Regions from separate parts of the Mus musculus genome. Here region 2 is linked to region 1. Evidence: chromatin contacts called from public HiChIP or PLAC-seq data. All regions are on one chromosome and are shown on one strand. The core of a region is the stretch at or near the end of the contact, and the rest is flanking DNA. Distances in the headings are between cores, read along the strand shown. Region 1 has its middle 91 kb from the start of Gm24986. Region 2 has its middle 36 kb from the start of Gm32935.

Region 1 (5,748 bases), core at 2,002-4,501:
TTTCAAAATGCTATTTGAGATTAAAAAATATAATGATCTTTATAACATTTAAACCAAACCAAAGGGCAGCTGTTTTAGAAGTAGATGCTTTCAAGGATTAACCCTTAACTGTGAACTAATTTAACTCTACCAGAGAAGAAATGCCTGAAACAAAGTGAGCACAGAGCGCAGAAACACCCCCACACACACACACACTCAGGAGTCACTTTGTAGACACAAAACGATGCCTGTCATCTTGGGTTTCAAAGGTCAATTCCTAACCCATGACCTCTTTGACCTTCAAGGTGTGCTGGCTAGTTTGATGTCAACTTAACACAAGCTGGAGTTATCCGAAAGGATGGAACCTCAATGAAGAAAAGACTTCTATCAAACTGTAGATTCAGTTTGGGGGTAGACGTTTAGTGGTCTGAGAGGGTGTAGAGGACCCAGAAACAGAACACAAAGCCTCATAAGGGAGACAGACCAAGGTCAGAAACCAGCAACACAGGCAAAGGCCACTCCAAGACAGTCACGAGATCACGTGGGCAACAGAATGCAGGGAACAGAGGACGGTAGGGGCCAGAGGGACAGGTGTTGCCTTTATGGAGGGCTCAAAGGCTGTGACAAGAAGGTGCCAGGGGTGGGCAGAGGCTCTCTGGGCAAGGAGACTGAACATGGTACACCCAGACTAAAGGAATAAGTGTCCTAGTGAGACCCCCACGAGAAGTGGGCCCATGGTAAGCTCTGGTCAGAGGAAGAAAAGTTTGTATCCCACAGTAAAGCCTAGGCTTGACCTGCTACAAGGGCATATGCTATGGAGAGCATAGTAGGCTCTTTAATTAGTATACACGTGCATTGTGTGGCTCACGGTAGTCGCTCACTGCTTAAGTTCTTGGGGTGTCGCTACCTATGTGAAGCTACCAGTGACTCAAAATGGGGTAGATCCAATAGACCCAGAGGTTAACATGTCTTTAACCATCTCTTTGAGAAAATTATTTTCAAATGGCTAGGCTTCTGCAGGCATGGCTCTGGAGCTTAAGGTCCTGGACATGGTAACTCTGTACTGGAACAAGATATACCAAAAAAGATGCTGTCAGATGAATCAGAAAGGGGGGGGGGGGCAGGTTTCAATTCCTGCAGCAGAGTTGCTCTTGGCTGAATGGCCTTATATGAAGGAGCTGACACATCTGTTTATCACCCCCAATTGCTGAGTGAGTGTACGGAAGTTCTTTTGCCTCTTTGAACCCATGGTAGAGCCTAGCAATTATCTTCCATGAGGTCAGTTCTGAGAAAACTCAGGGTGACTGATGCTTCATGACCTCTGACCCTCGATGTCTCCAGTACCAGACTCTTGTCAGGGTTCCCAGAACACGAACCAATTATGAGTGTTAGGAACAGTGCCCACTGTGGGTCAAGGAGAGGGAGGAAATGCATCCCTCGGGGATTGGGGGGGAGAGGCAATAGGCTAGACAGAGTTTGAGAACGGGGAGAGAAATACAGGGAAAAAGAGAGTGAGAAGGCAAGAAGGCGGGAGTGAGGGAAGACAGGGTCAGTAAGGAGCCCTCCCCTGCTCTTAGGCAGCTCGTGGGTCTGAAGAGAAGCAGCCATGTTGTGACCCTGTGGAACACTGCCTTAGCGGGCACTAAGGAGTATCTCATCTAATCCAAAGGCTCCAGAGGGTAAAACCACACTGCCACCTCTGCTAGACAAACGAGGCTACTGTTGTTGAGTGACGAGGGTCAGAATAGGAGCCCAGGCAGTGTGACTACAGATGCCACAAGAACGGGGAACATCAAAATGTGGTTGTGGCCAGGGCCACACTTAAAGCAAGAACAGGAGGGAAAACATGAGGGGAAATGACCCAACTCCTGCGTGAGCAGGGAAGGGTGCAGAGAGGAAGGCTTAAGAAGTACCTTAAAAAATATATGGCTGCTTGCTATTCAGGTGAAGAGCAGAAAGCATCGCAGAAGGAAACAGAAAGTACTAGTTACTGAAAGCCAGTCTGCCATTTGTGTGGGATGCGTCCATCCAGGCCATCTGGACAGGGATCTCTGAAGAGCTGGCTGCCGGTGACACCATCATCTCTGGAGCAGGCACTCAGAGCTGCTTCGAATGGCTCCCACTGTTACAGCGGTAATAAGACCCAGAGCGGGGCTGGAAGCTTCCTTTGAGAGTCATTCTTCAGGAGTCCAAGGGAGGCGAACGAAAGAGAAATTAAACACAATGCTGTGTCACGAACTTTGACCTACGTGTCAACTTAGAATTTCAAATAAAATTAGAAGATTTTTCTAATAATTATATGGGATGGCAAATAAGGTCCAGGGGCAAGCACATGTGGCAAAAAGTGACTAATTGTATTTTGCAAAAAGGCAACGGGTGCTGACCCTTCCCGGGATAATACTGCACAGAAGCCAGAGAAGAGGAAAGGTTACCAGCAGTTAATGTTAAATAGTGATCCATCCGCCACACACACCCCCACCCGCTCCTCCATATTCATAGGAAACAACCACCATCCATATTCATTGCCTGAGAAAGAGTTTTAAAGTAGCAAACATGCGCTTGGAAGGCTTCAGTTCTAATCAGAGCGCTTCCCCTTGATGGCCGCCATAGGCTTTCCTGCCAAACTCAAAATTAAAGTAAACTAATAAGGAAAAAAGGGGGTGTGTGCAACAGTACAGGAATAGTCTCCCTTAAGAGAGACAAGGGTGCCTGCTGTCAGGGGTCATCAGCTGGGGGCTTCTCAGCTGTGCACAAGAGCATCCCGGTGCTGCTCTGAACTGGGATCCCAGCTACCCCATCGGAGCCAAGCTTCGTCACAACTCTATGCCTCCATTTCCTCTGTAGCATGGCCTAACAACAGGCCCTGCCTCAAAAGAGAAAATTCAGAAAGCCACATTTCCGTCCATGGGCTCTGAATGGCAGTTTCTGGGCTTATGTCCTTGTCTTAGTAGTTCTGTAGGAAAACAGAAGTTAGAATTGAGAGAGAGACAGAGACACAGAGAAATAGAGACAGAGACATAGAGGCAGAACCACAGGCACCTAGAAGGAGAGATTTACATATGGTGGAGGATACAGGGAACCCAAGACACTCACTTCATTCCATGTGGTGTTCGCCTTGCCCTCTCCCCCACCCACACCGGGCCCTGAAGGCACCAGAGAGACTCAAAAGTCGATTTTCTCTGAAATGGAACCCACCCCAGTAACATGGGCAGGAAGGCAGGAAGTTGAGCAGAGCGCAGGCAGGTGTCTCACAGATTGTGATCTGAGAGCCCTCCCCTGCTGCGGGGGTCGCTTGCGCCCCCGCGCCCAAGCTCTGCGATCAGGGAGATTAGGGCCGCACTAGGCAGAAGGGCAGATTCAGAAAGGAAATGCGACGAAAGCGAAGAAACAAAAAGGAAGCTGAAAACAGTTCCGCGCCCAAAAGAAAAAACACCACAGGGCGCTCGCTCCGGAGCCTTGGGACATCGCGAGTCCCGCCAGGCTGGTGGCCTGTGATTACCTCTGTCCCCCAGCCACCGAGTCTGCGGAGGGGGGTCTGCTATGAGCAAAGTGAAATCTGTTTAAATCGGGTTGCTCTTTGGAGAAATAGCATTTGGGAAAGTGCAAGCGCTCTGCGGAATTCGGGACTTGTCCAAGGGTGGCGCTGAACCTGGTGGCTAGGAAACTCGGGGTGTGCACCCCCAGCCCGTGAGGCCCTGTGATGAGAGATAGCATTGACGAATCCGAGTTGAGGGTGAGAATCACCCCAACACCACCTCCCAGGGACCACAGGTCTCCCTGAAGGTCAAGGGTTCCCGGGTCAGCCTGGCAGAGCCTCCCAAATGAAATGATTCCCCAAGGAGAGGGCCAGCAGCCAGCACTGCACTACAGCGCTGCCGCTGCTGGGAAAGTGGGCAATTGCAGACAGACCAACCACCGACTAACCCAGAGTCTGGCTTCCTAAGCCATTTAAAGTCCTGCTGTGCTTTTGTTGTAAAGTTCTTCACAGCCACCGAGTAAAAATTTAAAAATAAAAACGTAATAATAATAATACATAACAAAAATAAGAAGAAAAAAATTTTTGAAAGCATGCAAAGCGGTCTTTAAAGGGAAACCCACATCACCATTTCCTCTTGGAGCCCCACCCTTCTGGAAGACCTAAAGATGGCTGCACCCAGCCCTTGCCTTTCTGCTGCTCCCTACGCTACCCCTAGGACTCTGGGTTTTCTTGAGGGTTTATTTTGTTTTCCTTTGGTTTTTAAGGCAAGGCAGGAGTCTGTCCAGCAACAGGTGGCTGCTTGTGCTGCAGGCGGCTGCCCTCCTTGTCCTGGGCAGCAGCGGGGAGCAGTTTTGCTATGTCCTCTGTTGGGTTTTCCTGTAATTCCCAGGACCCTCCTGCCCTTCCGTATTCTGTTGAGAATGGGCATGAACCAGATTCCTGGAGTCATATAAAAACTCCGTTATGGTTTACAAACAGCTTTGAAACCATAAGAAATTAATTTTTTTAATTACAATTTTGTTCCAGCCAAACAGGGACCCGAAACATTAACTTTCTTTACCAACCAAGGGTGTGCGATGAAATCGCCCAGCTGACCGAGGAAGCAAAAGGTTTATAAATAAACGCTTCCAACTGACGCCAGCATGCAGAGGCACCGCAGAGCTGGCCGGGCAGAACCTTTTCACCTTGGTTACTGTCAGGAGATTGTGTGGCATGGCCACAAGCGGACATCCTGGGACTTTGTTCCATATATAACCAGGAATAAATGTCTGTCCTGACTCCCTGGGTTCCTTCAGTTACTGTGAGACAGATCAGACAGGCCAGCACTCAGCATCTTTGTGACAGATTAAATAGTGATCCGATCAGGCCTTGACCAGATTCTTGGGTACTGATGCTGCCTTTTGTAACAGTGGAGGCTCAATATTCTCTGTCTTATTCTCAGCCCAATGCTATAGATGATCAAATGTGATTAAAAAAAAAAAAGAGTAGAGACACCAAACCTCGCTCCGGCTGAGAACCCGCAGAATCGGGGTACTGAGGCCCTTGCAGCATCCCACACAGGTGTGTGGAGTTCCCCCAGTTCTTCACGTTATCAACCTTGGACTGGTGCTCCCGTTCTGTTGTAGTTCCACCTCCACCTCCCTCCACCCCCGGGGGGACTTAAAACTTGCTTTTCTGAGCCTTTGATTAAATGGCATGTTTTGAGACGTTCCCTTCCCCATGCCGGTCAATAATAACTGTGCGGGGCTTTGTGGGAGGCCCCTTGGACGCAGCAGTTGAAAGGCGGGTGTTACAGTCAGATGTGCAGGTCCAAGCGGAGGTCGTGCCTCTGTGACTGTTGGAAGCTGTGCGAGATCACAGCTTCTCCCATCAAAGTTTCTCCATTCTCTGGCAGCCAAGCTGCAGCGCCTCAGAAAACTTGGCCTGACATTACCCTGTTGCTGGGGAGGAAGCTCCGGAAATTTTCCACCATGTTTACCGGCACCTTGTGAGAGGCAGGATAACCGAGCACACCCGGCAGAGAAGCTGGAGGTTTCCGTAAACGGAAGAACGGCACCAATAACAACAACGACGATGAAAACCAAAACAGCAACAACAAAAAACAAATAAGAACAAAAGGAAAACAGACAGACGCTTTGTTCTATGTAACAGGTTCACTTCACTATGACATTTTCACAAAGGACTTGGAAAAAAAAATAAACCTTGGCTTCCAATGAGCAAAAAGCCAGAGAGATACCACGTCCTAAATGTCTACCTTCGTGGTCGTCTCAGTGGGTTAAATCATTCCTCTC
Region 2 (6,230 bases), core at 1,425-3,924, 250 kb before region 1:
CAGAAGAGTGGGACCAGGACCTTAGCCCGTAATTTCTTCCTTCATATCCACTTCCCTATCTCATTATAAGCCCTCTTTTATTCTTCCAGGTGGAGACAGTTCCTTTGCTGATGGTGGCAGTGAGGAGGTTCCTGGAGACCAGGAAGCCACTGTCTGTGTGGTCCTCATGAGGCCACTGTCTATGTGGTCCTTGAGTGCCCTAATCTGCACCTTTAGATGACATTCTCTGATGCATGCCCAGCCACTGGACACTCCTATGCCTCATGCTGCCTTGTGGTGGCTCGGAAGGAAGGATCATTGGGGTACCACAATCTCTTTGAGAGATGGCTCATGCATAAGTACTTGAGACACAAGATCACGGTGATGTCTCTATGGAGAGATGCAGATAAAGTCATCTGGGTACTCAGGTAGGATGAGGATACTCGGTGCCATCAGTGTAGACCTAGTGCACAGTCCCTAAATCTGGGTGTGCAGCCCCAACTAATGAGAGGATATGGTTATCAGGACAGTGAGCACAGTGTTCTGTGTTCACTGAGGAAAGTTGGCTTTTGCTGTGAGAACACTTCCCTGCAACAAGAAAGGCCCTGTCACCTATGTTGGAGTCATAAGGCAATTACCTGTTGATGATCAACCAGTGGATTGATAAAGGTGATGGATTGATAAAGGATTGATAGAGAGCCAAGCAAGACCCCTTTACAAAGAACCCTGGCCCCTCTCTCTGAAGACAGAGCCAACGTCTGGAGACTCATAAGATGGCACTGGAAGCATGCCATCAAAGGGCAGGGTGTGTCTGGAGCAGGCCAAAGCACGAAGCATTCTCAGCTTTGTACCACAGCCCATGGCGTGCTCACACAGGGACACAGGATGACATGCAAGTGCTGGGCTTGCTGGCTGGTCTGGCTCAGCACTCACTCCCTGCCCACGCCTGCCTCACCCTCCAGCCTTGCCAAATGGACATGCCCTCCTGTTTCTCAGGATTATCTGAGCCCAAGGGAGAGCAAAGAATCGAAGCTTGCAACAGGCAAAATCCCCTTGCCTCAGTCCATACCAACATTTCCCTTGTAAGTACTCTCAGGATGGAGTATCTACCTGTCACTTAGTAGTCAAACAACCTCCCCAAAGCCTGACTTTAGTCAATTCCAGATGATCCATTACCCGGATCACAACAAGGAAATAATGTGGTAACTGTGTGTGTGTGTGTGTGTGCCTGTCTGTCTGTCTGACTGACTGTATATACATACACATACACATACACACACACACACACACACACACACACACACACACACACACACACACATACACACACACACATACACACACATACACACACACACGCACGCACGCACGCACGCACGCACACACGCACATGCACATACACATCTAAATCCGGTGCCCGGGTCTGTGGTTGTCAAGTCTAGACCACTCACTGGTTTTGTAAACAATTTTATGGAGACGCAGCCACTGCCGTTCATGCATGCTTTGTCTAAGACTGTGTGTGTACTACTGAATAATTGCAGCAGTCCGCATGGCCTACAAAGCCCGACACTGTTCACCTTCTGATCCCCTAAAGGGAAGGTTAGCCAATCTTTCCTCTGTGAAACATCAGAGAGAACCCTTTTTTCATGGATTCATTAATCTATTCTTTTAATCAGGTTGCTAGATGGTTTCCCAACACTCTGGGCATAAAGGGCAGACCTAGTCTTGGCTGCCTTGAGATCTTCAAGGCAGAACCCAGTACCTCATAAGTACTTAAGAAATGTCTGTTGGGTGAGAAATGAGCTAACATAGTAATTTGGGAATTTCTACCATTGTGGATCTTAGGGTGGAGATTGAAATGGAATCTGAAAAGGTTTACCATGTTCATGAAAATGCTTTCCAGGGGAGAAAGTTCTTTCCTCCCTCAGTCGAGTAAGTGAATGAGCAAAGCGCTGGACGATGCTGACCCAGAGTTTCTAAGTCTGAAATCCAGGGCACCTAGGAATGAATGAAGCAGAAAGGAGTCTGGGTCTTCCGAGAGATCACCCGTACTGGCTGTACTCTGTCTATGAACCCAGTGCACTGCCAGTTGCTGGGGGCCAAGAGTGGGCACACTCAGCAGGAGCCCCCAGATGCTGACAGCATCCCACATCCTGGGGGCAAGGTGATGACAACAGAAGGAGCCCCAAGAGAGCTCCCATCTGTCCTTGCTGTGCTCTCTCTACCAGGACGCACAAACCATGGAGGAGACCCTGGTTGTATCCCAACCATGGCCAGAGTTTAGAACATGGGGCAGAAGAGAGGGACAGACCTCTCTGCGGTCGCCCCGTGACTGGAGCAGCAGCGTGCCTAGCCCCACCTCTGTGTGCTTCTGACTGGGAGAACGGCGGGTGCTTTCACATGCTGAGTTTTATAGGGGGATTCACAGTACAAGTGTTGACCGACCATGCTCTTGCCGTGAAAGGAGGCATCTTACTTCATGTTCCTGGCAGCAGCACGGAAGCTCTGTTCCTGTTGCCTAACCCAGTTCTATAGTCCTGCATGGGCAAGCCTGCGGGTTCCAAAGGCCTCCTTTTTGGCCAGAGAGGCATAAACATGGTCACCTAAGGCACCAGTCGATAAGATGAAAAGATTTCCCAGGTGCTGAGTCGCCCTCTGCCTGAGCCAGGAAGGCAGCCTTCCTGTATCACAAGGGGAGATCTTATCTAAGAAACATCTCCATATTGCTAGTTTCACAGACAGGCACAGCACAGGCACCACCCCCACCAATAAACTGGCTTTTTTTTTTTCTGCTTGCAAAAGGGGTTTTCTCTTTCACCTCTTTCTCTTCCTTTGCAGCGTGGGATCATGTCAGAAGGCAAGCGTGTTCTGGTAGAATAAAATTGCACCTGACTTGGAAGCCGGAACTATACTCTTATGTTAATGAGCGGGTGGCCAGAAGAGCCATTCTCAAAGCTTTCCTGTCATCTGCCCTTCTCCCTCCCCTCTCCCCTGCCTTCCCTTTCTCCTCACTTGTTCCCCCACCCCCGCCCCCCCACCTCCCCGCCCCATTCTCTTCCTTCTCAGCAAAAAAGTTGAGGGAGAGAAATTAAGAAGTGGCAGGTACAGCCACTGCCATGAATATCTAGCGCAGTGTCTCTTGTCAAAAAAATCAGAAGTGTATTAGAAAAGAAGAAAGCAAAACTCAGAGCTCAGACGGGTGTACGGCTCACCCATATCCTCATTCAGTTTCTTCTTCCTACTTAAATTTCACTGTATTTCTTTTTTTAACCTCTCCTGCAGGTCTTTATATATAGGATACCACACACTTCTGTCATTTAAAGTACGAAGGAACTAGCGGGGGGGGGGGGGGTGATCTATTTTCAGCCATATCTTGTTAGGATGCTTGTTTTTTTTTTTTAATGTATTTAATTAATTTATTTATTTCTGTCTTGTGGTGGGAAAAAGAAAAAAGGTGGATTTCTGAGAAAGCCAGGTCTCCAAAGAACACGAGTGAAGGTTGAGAGCGTGTCTGGCCACCTGTCCTGTCAATTAGAGGAATATCTATGAGGTCATGGCGTCCTATGGAACTGACATTCAGCCGTGAAGGGAGCAGGGTACACAGTGTGATAACAGGATGATAAGCCTACTTTGGTCCGATTAGAAAATAAAAGTGGAGGCCACTCCCTGGCCTAGCCCACAGTCTAGAGATGAATAAGGATGGGGCTCGGAGAACAGCCATTCCTGCCAGGAGCCTTCTCCTTCAATGGCCGCAGGACAGCAAAAAATGAAGTCCGAGAGCCATAATCACTCGCACAAAAGGGACAAATACTGTGGGTAGCTTTAGAAGCAGCTGAAAGGTGCCTTCAGTTCTGACAAGATTGGTGTTAATTACCAGCAAGGACTCCAGTATAATACTATTTAAATCATTTTAAATTATCCCTCTCAAAAATTAATTTTTCATCAAAGATTACACACACACAAAAAAATCATGATATCATCTCCGCAGCTGCGATTTAGTAATAATTTCATGTATTATTACCAATGTCAGTTGGATAAAAGAAAAAAATGGCACCCCACCGTGCTGATTCCAGCGCAGGCCATATATAGAAATTTTTAACTATCACTTATAATCGCTTTGATGAGCTTAAACCTCCTCTCAATTAACACCCTAAATGACACTGAGACATCTTAATGGTGGAGGGATGTTGGGGAAAGACTTTAATCAAATGATAAAGAGAAAAGCACAGAGAGAAATGAGGACCATGTGCACACTAGTCGGTCCAGTCCAACCTGAGTCCTCCATGATCCATAGGTCAGCTCTGTGGTGATAGCAGGGACACGGGCAGATATGGCGGGATAGACAGAAGGTTGTCCTAGTCTAGAAAAGTGAAGGCTTACCTCCAGATACATAGCAGAGCACTCAGACTTGAGGATTGGAATTTAGGGTGGCCATCAGTTATTCAAGTATGATCAAGGATGACAGAAAGGAGAAGGAGATACGGGTCCCTGGTGGCCATCTTCTGTAACATCCCAAGGTAGCAGTTTGGGGGATCTGTGATTCACATGGAGGTTCCCCAACTCCCTCTCAGCAGGGTGATGGACTATGATAGCTCCCTGGTGGGACATTTGAGTTATGCAAACTCACACAGCCAGGATGTTACAGAAGGACATTTCTCAGGCCATTATTTTTTATCGCAAACGGCTGTTTCTGAGCTTGGGAAGGATTTGAAATAAAATGAAATAAAACAAAATCCAAATGAAAGCTGACCAGCATGACCCACTCTTCCTAAATCATGTTCACAGTCTCCATGGTGATTTTTGTTCCCAATTAAGATGTCCTAATGAGCATGTGTTAGTTTTGCTTCCAGGAAACAAACCCTGCAATTAATGGCCCTGCAGGAGCCCTGATCTCTTGGGCCCCATACATGTATTGGGTCAGAAAGTCAAGTCTGTAAAGGCTTAGAAATGATATATTAAAACTTAAACATAGGGAAATGTGAGTTTCAGCCATGACTTACCTCTTTCTCTTAAGCTACTTTAGCCCCTAAAGACAGGACTAATATCACTGTCACTGACCTTGTATGAAGGAATAAGGGAGATGTAAGCTACATTTTTAGAAAAAAAAATGACACTTTTCTACCCGCTGCCACTAAAGTCAGCATCCAGGCAGGGCCAGGGGACTCTCACTTTATGTCAGAACCCTAAAAATAAACCACCAGAACACATTTCACCAAACAGAATTTGAAGAGGGGATATTAAGAACCAGACAGGATCAAAAAATTTCTGGAGAGTCTCATTGACATAAAGTAACAAATACAGTATTAAAACCAGACTTCCTCCTGATGGGCAAATCCGTATCTTTTTCCTGAGTACAAAGTACCTTGTTTGTTGTATCTGTTTTCTTCTGGTCATCCCAGTGTTTTCCCTACCCTGCCCTCTTTCTGCCTCCTGTCCCTGAAAATGTGCTGCTTCAACATTACATCACAGTGCTTGTCATGTGTTAAATTGTTGTCTTATTTCATTTTTGATATATTACTTTAAATAAACAGAGACACATATTTGTTGTAGTTAAATCCAGTTCTTCCTCCTGGCCCCAGGCTCCCAGAAATAAGACTCAGACTCAAAATATATTTACAAATACCTTGGCCATATAGTTAGGCTCTAGTCTGACTAGATCATAAGTAAAATAACCCAATTATTTTAACCTACATTCTGCCACATGGCTGTCCCCGGGTACTATGTGCCCATATAGTTGCCTCTTTTTGCCGATCCTCCACCTGATCTCTCACAGAATTCTTTCTCCTCCTGAATGTCCCACTTCTATTTCCTGCCCAAACCTAGGCTTTTTAATTGACAGGTAGCGCATCCATACAATACACAAGATATTCTCTCTACACATATGTGCATATACACACACACACACATCCTTTATATTCATATAGGTTAATACCCATCCTTTATATTCATATATGTTAATTCTCCTACTGAAATCATTCTTTCAAATATGTTTCAAACAGAGAGGCTCTTCTACATGGGTAAGAAACTTCCTAAGGGGCTGCTTACTTAAGAAAACCATACTGTTGACAGCATACTCAGAGGTAGTTTAGCTGGATATAGAATTAGAGGTTAAAGGTTATTTTTGTTCAATATTTCAAAAAAAAGTAATTCTACATTCTTCTATTGCTTCGGGTGGCTATTGAAATTTTAGATTTTAATTTAAGTGTTATTTCTGCAAGGTTAATCCATATCTGCTTTCTGTGAGCATGTTG

The links. HiChIP or PLAC-seq counts read pairs in DNA pulled down with a chosen protein or histone mark.
Region 2: an H3K27ac HiChIP or PLAC-seq map of T-cell acute lymphoblastic leukemia shows a contact between it and region 1, with 4 times the contacts expected there. The contact joins two enhancer-like sites. A contact is called at or near these places in 2 of 115 datasets of contacts at active chromatin or transcription factors (the SCID.adh cell line and T-cell acute lymphoblastic leukemia) and 1 of 9 other capture datasets (embryonic stem cells).

Annotation. Positions count from the first base shown.
Region 1 is chr12:106,308,739-106,314,486 of GRCm38.p6, reverse strand. No RefSeq gene overlaps it. Among named protein-coding and RNA genes, the nearest start is that of Gm24986, 91 kb to the right of the region's middle. Within about 2 kb of position 3,251, at least 73 of the 459 cell types and tissues checked have an H3K27ac peak or open chromatin away from gene starts, as enhancers often do. A contact at or near this core is called in the SCID.adh cell line and T-cell acute lymphoblastic leukemia, where this site is marked.
Region 2 is chr12:106,561,940-106,568,169 of GRCm38.p6, reverse strand. It overlaps the pseudogene Gm17053. Among named protein-coding and RNA genes, the nearest start is that of Gm32935, 36 kb to the right of the region's middle. Within about 2 kb of position 2,674, at least 24 of the 459 cell types and tissues checked have an H3K27ac peak or open chromatin away from gene starts, as enhancers often do. A contact at or near this core is called in the SCID.adh cell line and T-cell acute lymphoblastic leukemia, where this site is marked.